2 separate regions of the Drosophila melanogaster genome follow, and region 1 is linked to region 2. A link is a contact called in public HiCAR-type data. All regions are on one chromosome and are shown on one strand. Each heading gives the region's core, a stretch centred on a gene start, on an enhancer-like site or on the middle of the called end of the contact. The rest is flanking DNA. Distances are from core to core; before and after follow the strand shown.

Evidence for each region. HiCAR-type assays count read pairs that join an accessible place to other places.
Region 1: a HiCAR-type map of the S2 cell line shows a contact between it and region 2, with 4 times the contacts expected there. The contact joins the promoter of mod here to the promoter of CG2003 in region 2. A contact is called at or near these places in 1 of 1 datasets of contacts at CTCF or cohesin (the Kc167 cell line), 24 of 107 Hi-C or Micro-C datasets (the Clone 8 cell line, the Kc167 cell line, the ML-DmBG3-c2 cell line and 9 more) and 4 of 6 datasets of contacts at active chromatin or transcription factors (the Kc167 cell line and the S2 cell line).

What each region holds. Positions count from the first base shown.
Region 1 is chr3R:32,049,097-32,054,991 of dm6, reverse strand. mod (modulo) reads right to left here and starts at 2,932. Exons shown (of 6, transcript NM_079875.3): 1 at 2,816-2,932; 2 at 2,596-2,672; 3 at 2,015-2,511; 4 at 1,437-1,746; 5 at 635-1,369; 6 at 18-568. The coding sequence starts at 2,257. The coding sequence ends at 228. It overlaps krz (kurtz), which reads left to right and starts at 2,999. Exons shown (of 2, transcript NM_080249.5): 1 at 2,999-3,723; 2 at 5,123-5,895. The coding sequence starts at 3,153.
Region 2 is chr3R:31,974,880-31,980,766 of dm6, reverse strand. CG2003 reads right to left here and starts at 2,646. Exons shown (of 4, transcript NM_143646.5): 1 at 2,453-2,646. It overlaps heph (hephaestus), which reads left to right. Exons shown (of 14, transcript NM_001300701.1): 2 at 1,148-1,244.

The sequences.
Region 1 (5,895 bases), core at 1,683-4,182, 74 kb before region 2:
AATACAAAATTCTTATCGGGGTTTTTATTTACTTTTATTTAGTTCCATGTCCGATGCTTATAAAAATCGACATCTGCTTGAATACGGCTAGCATTTCTCCGGTAAAAATTTAATGGAGTATCTCTTATCAACTAAATCCATAACATCAAGTTGTATGGAATTATCGGGGCTGTGGCCGTATTTATGGTACTACGCAACTTAAAGCTAATTCTTGTAGTGTTCAAGTTCTAAAATCTTGCCCTTTTAACAAACGATTTACCACCATTCTCTTGTGCCGGGCGCTTGTTAAATGGTTTTTTACCAAAGTTTGGCTTAGTGTCCTTTTGGAACTTCCGCGGGGCGCGGGTCTGACCAATAGCTAAGCGTTTCTTTAACAATCTATGCTTCAGCAGAGAGTTTGGCTCAATAAATATAGGGGCGTTGTTTACAATGCTTTCATTAGCCAAGAAAGATTTGCAGAAACCCTCATCGTCCTTGAACTTTACTACCGCTTTTTGGCCCAACATTATGATGCTTTCGATTTCGCCGCTATCGTTAAACACTTTCCGCAGGTCGGCTTCAGTAGCATCTACAACGAAATTTTACATGATAATGATTAATAATTTTAAACAATTTTACGAAACGGGTAACCCACCTGAAGTCAAGTTCGTCACAAGAATGGCCCTCCCCGAGGTGCTGCGTTCGAATCGGTGAAGCTTCCACTCAAACTTATTAACAGTCTTTCCGTCGAGTTGTGCTAAAGCCTTCGTGGCGGCATCCGACTGCTTGAACGTGACAAAAGCTAAAACTGCCTTGCTGCACACAACGTCGATTTCTTCAACATCACCAAATTTTTTGAATATCTTTTCTAGAGCGTCGGAGCTGTAAGACTCGTGTTTGCCCACATTTTCGACAACCAAGGTAAGTTCACTGGTACGTGAAATCGATTCTTGTGAGATCCGACGAACCGTTATAAAGCGAGAAAACAGCTCAGTGCTATGCAGTTTAAGAGCCTTCGGTATGTCATCGACCGACGCCAAACGTACAAAAGCTCTGGGCATGAGGCGGTTACTGGATATAGTCACCGCCTCCACGGGAGCTACCTTCTCAAAAAAGGTTTTTAAGTCGTCCTTGGTAATATTAGGTCCAATCAGGCCAACCACCACCGTGCGTTCGTTGTTCTCTTCCTTATTTCTCGGTTGGGACACAGACAAAACATTGTCTCCAAGGGTTAACGCTTTAGGCTTAGCCTGCAGAACAGCTTCTGCTCCAGTTGACGTATCAAAGGCAATGAGAACTGATTTATTGCCATTCAAATTAGTGAAACGCTGCAAAGCGGAAAGTCGTCCGAACTTGGCGAACAATGCGACCAAGTCCTTGTGGAGATACTCTATGTGGAACAAATATACTAAGTTTAAATATACTTGAAAAATGAAATAATAAACCAGTTACTTTACCGTTTGGTAGGTTTGTGACAAAAACGATCTGGTTTTTTGGCGTTCCCAGCGGAATCTTGCCAACCTTTACTTTTGGAATTCCTCTATTTTCTTCGGACTTTTCAGAGTTGGCTTTTTCTGATTTCTTGGAAACTGGCTTCTCTACAGGCGCTTCTTCATCATCATCGGATTCATCTACCTCATCCGCGCCTTCACTTTTGGAAACCTCACCAGGCTCCAACTCATCGTCATCATCATCTTCCTCATCGTCACTATTGTACTCTTCATCTTCCTCAGCCTCGTCGTCAATTAAGCCCGCTGCCTCTTCGGTCTGAAAAGTAGACAATTTTCTTATAACCGCTGATGGGAGAGCACCAATAAAGACAATTTTTTTTTTATCGATATATGAACCGAGTCGGTATAAAACCAGAGGATCGTGGGTTATGTGCACTCGTCTTATAATTATAAAATCTTTACAACCACGTGGCAAAGAAAACGTAAAATGGATTCTTATCCATGCAGATCTATATATACGTGCATACTATGCATGTAATGTTAGCCATATCCATTCAGAAGACCACGTTTTTTTTATAGCTTACCTCAAAGTCGCTGTCGTCCCCTGGCTGCTCGTCATTTTGCTCCTCCACATCAGACTCGTCCTCTTCACTGAACTGCGGCACTTCTTTAACAGGCTGTTTTCTGGATTTTTTGGAAGGCGATTGGGGGACTACTGTCTCCTCTTCCTGTACCTTTGTGGACTTGGTTACCCGTTTGGCCAAAGGCTTTTCCTCTCCATTCGTAGCTTTTTTTCCTTTGACGGTGACGGCTTTCTTTTGGGCCATTTTGACAGCTTTTAGAGGTTTTCTGGGCAAAATTAGCAAAGTCAAGTTTGGACTGAACAACGCGTGGTTTCGTTCAATAAAATGCACGTGGAAAAGAGGGACAGAACAGTGTGACCGTTGTGCTCTATCGGTGCTAAGGCTGATTAAATAAAGTATTTTAGAGACTTCAATCTCATTTTTATAGCTCTATTCCACTACTAAATATGGTTTAAAGTCCGTTCATGCACATGTATACATATAAAAATAATAAAAGCCTTTAAAAAATAAAATAAATATTAAACAGTTTATATAAAGTATTTATTTAAGACTTAGGATACAATCTATGATTAGATATTTACCAACGGTCTGATTTTACATGTGTTTATACATTCCAAATGGTAAGTTTCCTCAATCATCAGCTATGAATCATCTGTTTCTAAAGGAATTTATAATATATATATTATATTTCATTAAAAAGCCAAGTCAACCTGCAGTTGCATTTTATCTTAGTAGGAAACTTAATGTTAATTCAAGCAATTGTTAATGGTATTGAAAGAAAAATTATTAAAAGTCACTTACTATGGGCCAGGGCACACTTAGGAAATATAAATAGGTGCCAAAAATGCAAAATAAATATTAATTATAGGCTGCGATTATGGTACGACCAAACATATATCGGTTTGTTCGCACTGAATTGAAATACCAGAGAAGTACATAATTTGTTAGTATGTAATATTCCCTGGTATTTTTCCAATGACTGTCAAGCAGTGCTGGTAAATGGCGGAACAAGTATACACATAAAAAATTAAATTGCAGCACAAGTCCCGCAACGCACACATATATTTATTTAACGGAGTTCCAATTAAGCAGGAACAGCAGAAAAGCAGAATAACAAGCATAACCGCCAAATAACATAATGAACGGTGGTGGTGGAGGAAGTGGAGGAGCAAATGTGAGCAATGGCTCCAGCACCAATGTAACAGCTGCCGGGAGCACTGGGGGCGGAAGCGCAGGCGACGAGACTGGTGGAGATGCCAGCTCCAGACGCCAGGCGACTCGGGTGTTTAAGAAGAGCTCCTCCAACGGCAAGATAACAGTTTACCTTGGCAAACGGGACTTCGTCGACCATGTCACGCACGTGGATCCCATTGACGGTGTTGTCTTCATTGATCCAGAGTACGTAAAGGACCGTAAGGTTTTTGGCCAGGTGCTTGCCGCCTTTCGGTACGGACGTGAAGACCTAGATGTTTTGGGATTAACGTTCCGTAAGGACCTGTATCTGGCGCATGAGCAGATCTATCCGCCCATGCAGCTGGACCGCCCGATGACCCGGCTTCAGGAAAGGTTAATTAAAAAGCTGGGGCCGAACGCCCATCCGTTTTATTTTGAGGTTCCGCCCTATTGCCCAGCCTCTGTGTCCTTGCAGCCGGCTCCTGGAGATGTGGGCAAGTCTTGCGGAGTAGACTACGAGCTGAAGGCCTTTGTGGGTGAGTCTTTGTGGGTCTGATCTTGTGGGTGTGTCCGTATACGGTGGTCAGTCAAAGTCAAAATCATTGATATTTCGCAGTGTGGCACATACCGTGTTTATTATATATGTTGCAATACATTAAATTTACAAATTTACAAATTTTTCTTTTTTCTTTACAAATTTTTCTTTTACCTTAGAGCAGTTAAATTGCGGGTACTATTGTTTCTGAGAATAAAATAATTTATTAAGAATATGGTTACAGTAGCAAAACTAGCTTTGTTCTTTTCTATAGAAGTTAGACTGTAAATTTCTTATATGTGTGGTTTTGTGTAAGTTAGCGCGTGCATCACGCGGTTGGGAACACAGGGTTAATCAATCCAACTACGTCGGGCTGATGACGCAGCGTTCACCTAATTGAAATTCGACACTTCTAATTGGAATTTGAATCAACCGAAGTTGCAGCGCAGTTAATGCTGTTGTTCGCCTTAACCAGGCGCCGCAGTTGGCGGTCTGACGATTTGTGTGCCAACAGCAAAGATCTTACATAGTTTCAAAATGTTTATTTGTTTAGTTTCTAATCTGTATTTAATAATTAAAAAAAGGTTTAAAGAATTTGTGCTTTATTTTATTAGTAGAAAGGTTTTTGGTTTCTGTAAATTTTAAATTTTTCATATTTTCGTACGATCGCCGAGCTCCACTCGCATATATATTATGTGCCCGTGGCACCCCCTTAATACATTCTCTGTTCAATAAATATTATTACCTATTGCCCTATTTTGTTTACACATTTTTGTGCTTTTATAGTTTCTGTTGGAATTTTATTATTATTCAGCAGCCAAATTGTTTACTGTTATAAACAGAGATTAATAAAATAGCAGCAATTGGCGTGTTGTTGGGTAAAAGAGTTTATAACAAGAACTTAATATTTATTTTTTCTGTATATAAGCCCAAATTCAATTTAAGAATAAAAACAACAATGTTGGAATTTGTACAGTTGGAAGAAACGATTTCTCAGTGCTTCTCTGCTTCCCCTCATGACAATTGAGTCAGCATTTTTATTTACTTTGCGTCTGTTCAATTGTGTATCTAATGTTCCTAGCTTTTATGTTTTTGGGATAACCAATTATATATATTTATGCGTATTTTTAAAGCAATGCTATTGATGATCAATTAAATGAATGTATATGCATATATATGAATAATATATATATATATATATATATATATATATATCCATATGTAAATGCCAGTAATTGTCGGCTTGTGATTAAACATCGTGGAATTCTATACATGATAGACTCAACATCAACGACAAATTTTGTAACGAATCGGACTACTGACACACCCGAGCGTCATGGGTTTTCTTCAACAAACATACATACATTGATGCCATTATTCATAATGTTTATCACTAATAGGTGAGAACGTGGAGGACAAACCCCACAAGCGGAACTCGGTGCGACTAACTATTCGCAAAGTCATGTACGCACCATCCAAAGTCGGTGAGCAGCCATCGATCGAAGTAAGCAAGGAGTTTATGATGAAGCCAAACAAGATCCATTTGGAAGCTACTTTGGACAAGGAGTTATACCACCACGGCGAAAAAATATCGGTCAACGTTCATGTGGCCAACAACTCAAATCGGACGGTAAAAAAGATTAAGGTATGTGTCCGGCAGTTTGCGGATATTTGTCTCTTTTCGACGGCGCAATATAAATCTGTAGTGGCAGAAATCGAGTCAGAAGACGGATGTCAAGTGGCTCCGGGATTTACACTCTCGAAGGTATTTGAGTTGTGCCCCCTATTGGCAAATAATAAGGATAAATGGGGCCTTGCTTTGGACGGGCAGCTAAAGCATGAGGACACCAATTTGGCGTCTAGCACTCTCATTACCAATCCTGCTCAGCGTGAGAGTCTCGGTATTATGGTCCACTATAAGGTGAAGGTGAAGTTGCTGATTAGCTCGCCACTTCTAAATGGTGACCTCGTAGCTGAGCTGCCATTCACACTAATGCACCCTAAGCCCGAGGAGGAAGAGCATCCACTGTTAGGGGAGCGATCGCCACGGGCTAGTTTAGCAGGCGGGGGTCTGCCGTTAGTGAGCATGAGTGACGGAGAAACTGAATCGGCTACTGGCGGGCAGGATGTGCCAACGACAACAAATCTCATTCAGCTGGACGACGACGAGGCA
Region 2 (5,887 bases), core at 1,397-3,896:
TCACCTGGTTCGCGAAGCAAAGGCGATAAGGTAGGTTCCACCGCTGGGTCCTGCAAAATAATAGGATCTTGCGTTTTAAGTTTCTGGGAATCGAAAAGTATCCTGTCCACCCAGTGTCAATTTGACAATCGGTTCCTATTTCGTATTGTGCTCTGTGTCGTTCACGTCCGTTAATTTTAGCTTTTCGTGTTTTTCCTTGTCCTTCAACGTGAGCGTATCTCCTTCGTGGTTTTGTTCCCTGCGTCGCGACAGTGCAGCGTGCAACTTCCTTTGGCGTTGCGATCACCTGGTTCGCGAAGAAACGACGATAAGGTAGGTTCCACCGATGGGTCCAGCAAAACATTTGGTTTTTGGGTTTTAGGTATCTGGGAATGGAAAAGTAGCCTTGTCCACCCAGTGTCAATTTGACATTCGGTTTCTATTTCGGTTTGGGCCCTGTTTCGTTCACGTCCCGTTAATTTTAGCTTTTTGTGTTTTTCCTTGTCCTTCAACGTGAGCATATATCCTTCGTGGTTTTGTTCCGTGCGTCGCGACAGTGCAGCGTGCAACTTTCTTTGGTGGTGCGATCACCTGGTTCGCGAAGCAACGGCGATAAGGTAGGTTCCACCGCTGGGTCCAGCAAAATAATAGGATCTTGCGTTTTAAGTTTCTGGGAATCGAAAAGTAGCCTGTCCACCCAGTGTCAATTTGACAATCGGTTCCTATTTCGTTTTCTGCTCTGTTTCGTTCACGTCCCGTTAATTTTAGCTTCGTGTTTTTCCTTAGAAGGAAGTTGATCACGTTGAAACGTGAGCGTAAATCCTTCGTGCATCGCTACAGTGCAAGTTTCTTTGGTGGTGTGATCACCTGGTTTGCGAAGAAACGGCGGTTAGGTACGTTTCACCGGTGGGTCAGCAAAAAGACAAACAAAATCACGCGAACCGTTTTGATGGTTTTGTCTGTTTGTTACAAAATTAGTAAATAAATATAGCTATGTAGTATGTCAAAGTGCAAAGTGGCATATATCCCGCGACCGCCAGTATAAAGTTATTGCAATAATAGTGGTAGAAATCTGAGCAAGTGCATTAAAACACAATTCAAATTGTTAATGTACATAAAAATATTATTGTCATTAATATTGTTTTTTAATTGTTTTCGTCTTTTTCAGTGAATAAATTATCAACGTGTGCAAATCAAACTCGAATTTAAACGGATAACAACGAAATCAATTGAGCAAGCTTCCATACCCGGTTGCTTACCGATTTGTAAGTCCTTTATACTTCACGCATTAAGTTTTACCCTATCTATTACCCTCTTCCCCATTGTCCGCCTGTTTCAAAAAGCTTATTTTACCTGCAGCCCACACACTCCATTAATACCTCTCTATCCCACATCTCGGTGTTTCCTTTAAAGAAAAATATTATTTTTGTTATGGTACCATCTATGATTTATATATGATTTAATGGTTTATTTCGGCAGCTTACTCCTATGACCTTTCATGTTGTTGTCTCTTTCGCATAATTTAGCTGACTCATAGGCATGCTCAATGCAATTTTAATAATTTGTTAAACAGCGATATTCTTTAGCAACTTTTTGAAACTCTGCTTTGGGGGGTTTGGCTTATTTCCGTGGTCAACTAGAGAAGGGAACTGTAGCCGTGGATCCAGTAACCAGTGTCGTACAACTAGCGCCGTTATTTTAGTCACAAACGACTCAGTTAAAAATTGTTCAAAGGGGGAGAGTAGGTAGCAATGATACGGCCGGGTGTCAGGGGATGTACAGGGTGGCACGGCGCCAAGACGAGCGTAATTTGCAAACAAAAAGCCATTAAAATATCAAATTAGCGTCTGGCTGTGGCTGTGAGTTCTGGATTTAGTAGAAGTCTCCAGTTCTCTTCGGTGCCAGTTTGCCCGTGCCCCGCCTCTCTTTCGCCTTTGTCGCCCGTCTGCTACCTTCCCTGATCCCAGACATTTGTTTGTGCTTGCCCACAGCATTGTGCAAAATCGAAAGTAAGTGAAATGTAGCGTCCGCATGCGCTTCGTTCAGTCACCAATTTGTCAGTCCAGTACTCATTGCCACGTATGTACTGCCCTGATCACTGAGCGAAAGAAATGATCAAGAACCATTGTTGTTAATTACATACTGATTAAAAAGCAAACGAAGTGAGTATCTAAAGGTATATTGGAGTGGGGGTATCATCATTTCAGCCGGCGTAGGCGAGCTTACAAAAAGATTTCAAAATATATTTTTTTTTCAACTACTTAGTTATCAGACTGTATATTTTAGTTTCTAGTTTCGCTTATCAGTAATTAACAGAAATGAGTTCTTGCCCGCCACAAATGTCTCGTGTATTTCTTTTAGATAACAGAATTTACACTCCACATTAAAATCCATTTGTTTCACTGCCACGGCTGAATGCGTGCCAAAAATTCTATTAAAATCAAACAGAAACAAAAGCTGAAACACGTTTTACCTGTACTGCACTTCAAACTGAGTCACTGGGTTGAAAGAACTTCGTTGGGGATGAAGCAAGCACAAAATGGTTACTTGAATAATACAAAAAAAAAAAAAAAAAACAACAACAGCAATCAAATCATCAAGGGAAAATTTATGACGGTCACTCAGACCCCTTGCAAACTGCGCTGACAATAAAGCCGTACTGGAAGCTATCTCGATCAATGGATCGGGTCGTTCTGGCAGACCAAGACAGAAACTTCTCCACGCTCCACATTTGGACAATCTGCCGTCTCCCTTTGTCCCAAGCGATACGTTCTGGGGCCACGCTTGCGCGTTTTGCCCTGGGTTTCGATTCGTTTTCGGTCTTGGGCTTGTGTATTTGTACCCTTCCCTACTCGTATTTTTGCCCAAACGCGTTTCATAAATTATCAAGTTGAATGCCCAGTTTCGAAATTTCAACGGGCCTGACCTTGAGCACACATTTTCGGAGCTTCGGGTCCCGCTCTCGTGCTTTTAAGTGTTTGCGATTGTATCTGTATTCATATGGTTTTGCTACCCACTTTTCACATCGGGTATACCAAACTGCTGACATGACTATAATGAGGTCATTTACAAGCTAAGACTTTATTTTCATCTTAAAACTAATACGACGAAAATCTTTGGTAGTTATTCACGTGTTTCACTCTGTTGATTATTGCCAATGGCTTCTATACAAATTAACTAACGCACATGCGTAACCCAAAAGAACAGTGCGGAGATGGTCTGCTTCAAATGATAAATGATGCTCATTTTTTCCAACTTAGCTCCCTAACAACCGCGAAGATAACGTGCGTGTGAGACGTAACTTTAACCGGTTGGAGCCCTTGAATTTTCAATGCAAATACTTAGAAAAACTCACGTTAGTGGGAAGGTCAAGTTAATTAGGATTGATGGAATGGGAGGGTGGGTCTCAGCATTAGAAGTCCGGGAATATAAAAAGTATATTTGGGTAAATACTAATAGATTTAATTATGTCTGGCAACGAATTTTCGTTGATTTTCCAGACGAAACTCGTAAAACATGAAACGCACACGTTTTGAAATTAGATGAAAAAATAATAAATCTTCGTATCCGAAACATCATTCCCATTTTTGAGTATTTTATTGTGCGTGACCCAAACACAAATATTTATTGTTATTTAGTGTGATGGATTATGTTAGAAGTAGCAGGATAGGTGGTAATGCGTCTATTCGTTAAGGTGTTGATGCGCATACAAATTAACATAGCCCGTGAGTATCGGTGATTCCGGGCTGTCATATTACGGAGCATATGTGGCATGTGTGCGGCACGCATCATTGAGAAGATTTGCCGCATAATAGACCGCTCAAACGGCCCACAAACCGACGAACACATCAATGTTGGTCGGTGCTCATAGCAGGGAAATTTACAAGGAAAAATTATTATACTACACAATTACACTACAAATATTATTTGCTTCCGCAACATATTTTAATTTTGTAACGCTTTCTGGGTTCTCTTATTTCTAAGTGTAAATTTTATTTTTTATCGGACTGCACGGTGTGTCAAAACAAGCTTGACAACATAAATACCGCACACGATTTTTGAATGGATAAGAAATTTGGTGAGCTTTATTAATTGCCGGATTTTGTATAATTAGTAGTACAATTTCCTGGTTTTCTTATATCCCGAAATCGACCGAAACCGAGTAGAAGGCGAAGAAGCGATACACAGATCGTGATTAACGTTTTATTAAAATAACCTAAAATTTGTTGACCTGATTATGTACGACAAAAAATATTAAAATTTTCTTATACATATTTACTACATTTCCCTGCGCTTGCAGTTTTTTGGTTTGTTTTTTTATTTATGGGCTTACCCTCACTATATATGCATTTATATTTCTGGTCGTCCCTAAAAACAATTTTATAGCCCCATTTTCCGTTTCCATCCTATGCACAATCTTTGAATCCATTTTTGTTTTTGGTTGTCTGTTGTCTTCGTAGCCTGTCTGTTCTGTACTTTCGTGGGTGTGCTCTATTTTAAAATGTTTTCTAAACATTACTACAATAATAGGATTTGCCATTTTCACAATAGATTTATATTCTATAAATAACCATAGTACCATAGATAATACGTTTCTTTACAATCAATGCTAACTTCATTTTTGCAATAAAATGCAAACCAATCCCGTTTTTTCATCTTAACCTCCCTATATCTGTGCCTTTTCTTTGCATTTATCTTTTTTCGTACAAGCTTACCCCAAGATCATGCCTTGCATTGTCAATGTATATGTGTAATATATATTTATATATTAGAATTTTTTGTCTCATATGGGAATTGTTCTGTTTTCTTTCGATTTTTACAGGCGCTTGTACGCTCCCCTCTCTACTAGTTCAGCTACTGCTACTAGCACCACCAAACCAACGCCACCAATCAACAGCACCATCTTCGCGAACGTGTGTCTTGAACAGTTTTAAAGTCTCTCGACTTAGTCAACTCACCCACAGCGCATATGCCTATACATATGTTTGAAAAGTAATCAGAGAGATATAAAATCTTTGGTGACATCCGATGAGATAAGATTAACTCCCCGAGCCTTAGGGGAATGTCAAATGCAAATTTATTAGAGAGCTCTCTGACCCAGAAAATTAATTTCTATAGATATCCTTCAAATCGTCAGCCTCTATTGCTCGATTTTAAATTATTTTGTCTTCCCATAAATTATTAGCGACAGAACTCTTTTAAAAATATATACTTATTTTTAGTTGTGACCTTTTCGGTTGTTTGTCTCCTATGGCTCTAGTTCCGCGGTGTAAACATTTTAAATAAACAGAAGGTGCATCGCTGAAAACGACTCCACATGTGTGGGTTTCTTTAAAGTGGGTGAGTAAATCAGCTACTTATGACATCTATGTACATACATATATCTCTGATTTTTACTTTGTTTTATGGCATATTCTTAAATCTTAAGTTAGTTAAAACTCCATTCATACATTTCGACGTTGACAGTGAGGTAGCTTCTTGAGCTTCTTGAACTTCTGTGACACATATTAAAGAACTCTCGTCCGTTTTTTTTTCTTCATCGTATAGAATCTCAAACTTCTTAGCTTTAGATATGTATGGGCTTTCCAATAATATGTAGTGAAATAAAAATGTTTCATTATCAGCAGACAAAGAATGACAGATCATATGAATATTATTTTTAAGCGACTCCCACGAGTCTTTAATTTCGGTTGTCTGGATGGGAATAAACTGTTTCAAGCTCTCGGAGCTGTCATTAAAAGCTGAAGCGCAACTACAAAATGCGACATTAATGGGATGACAACAGACGGTATTTATGCCTAGGAGCTGGAGACGTGGAATACCATTTACATGGCCTTAGCACTTTTAAGTGAATTTGAACATTAGCCGAGCTAGACAAAAATCTGAGAGTTGCCGAGGGGCTGTTTGC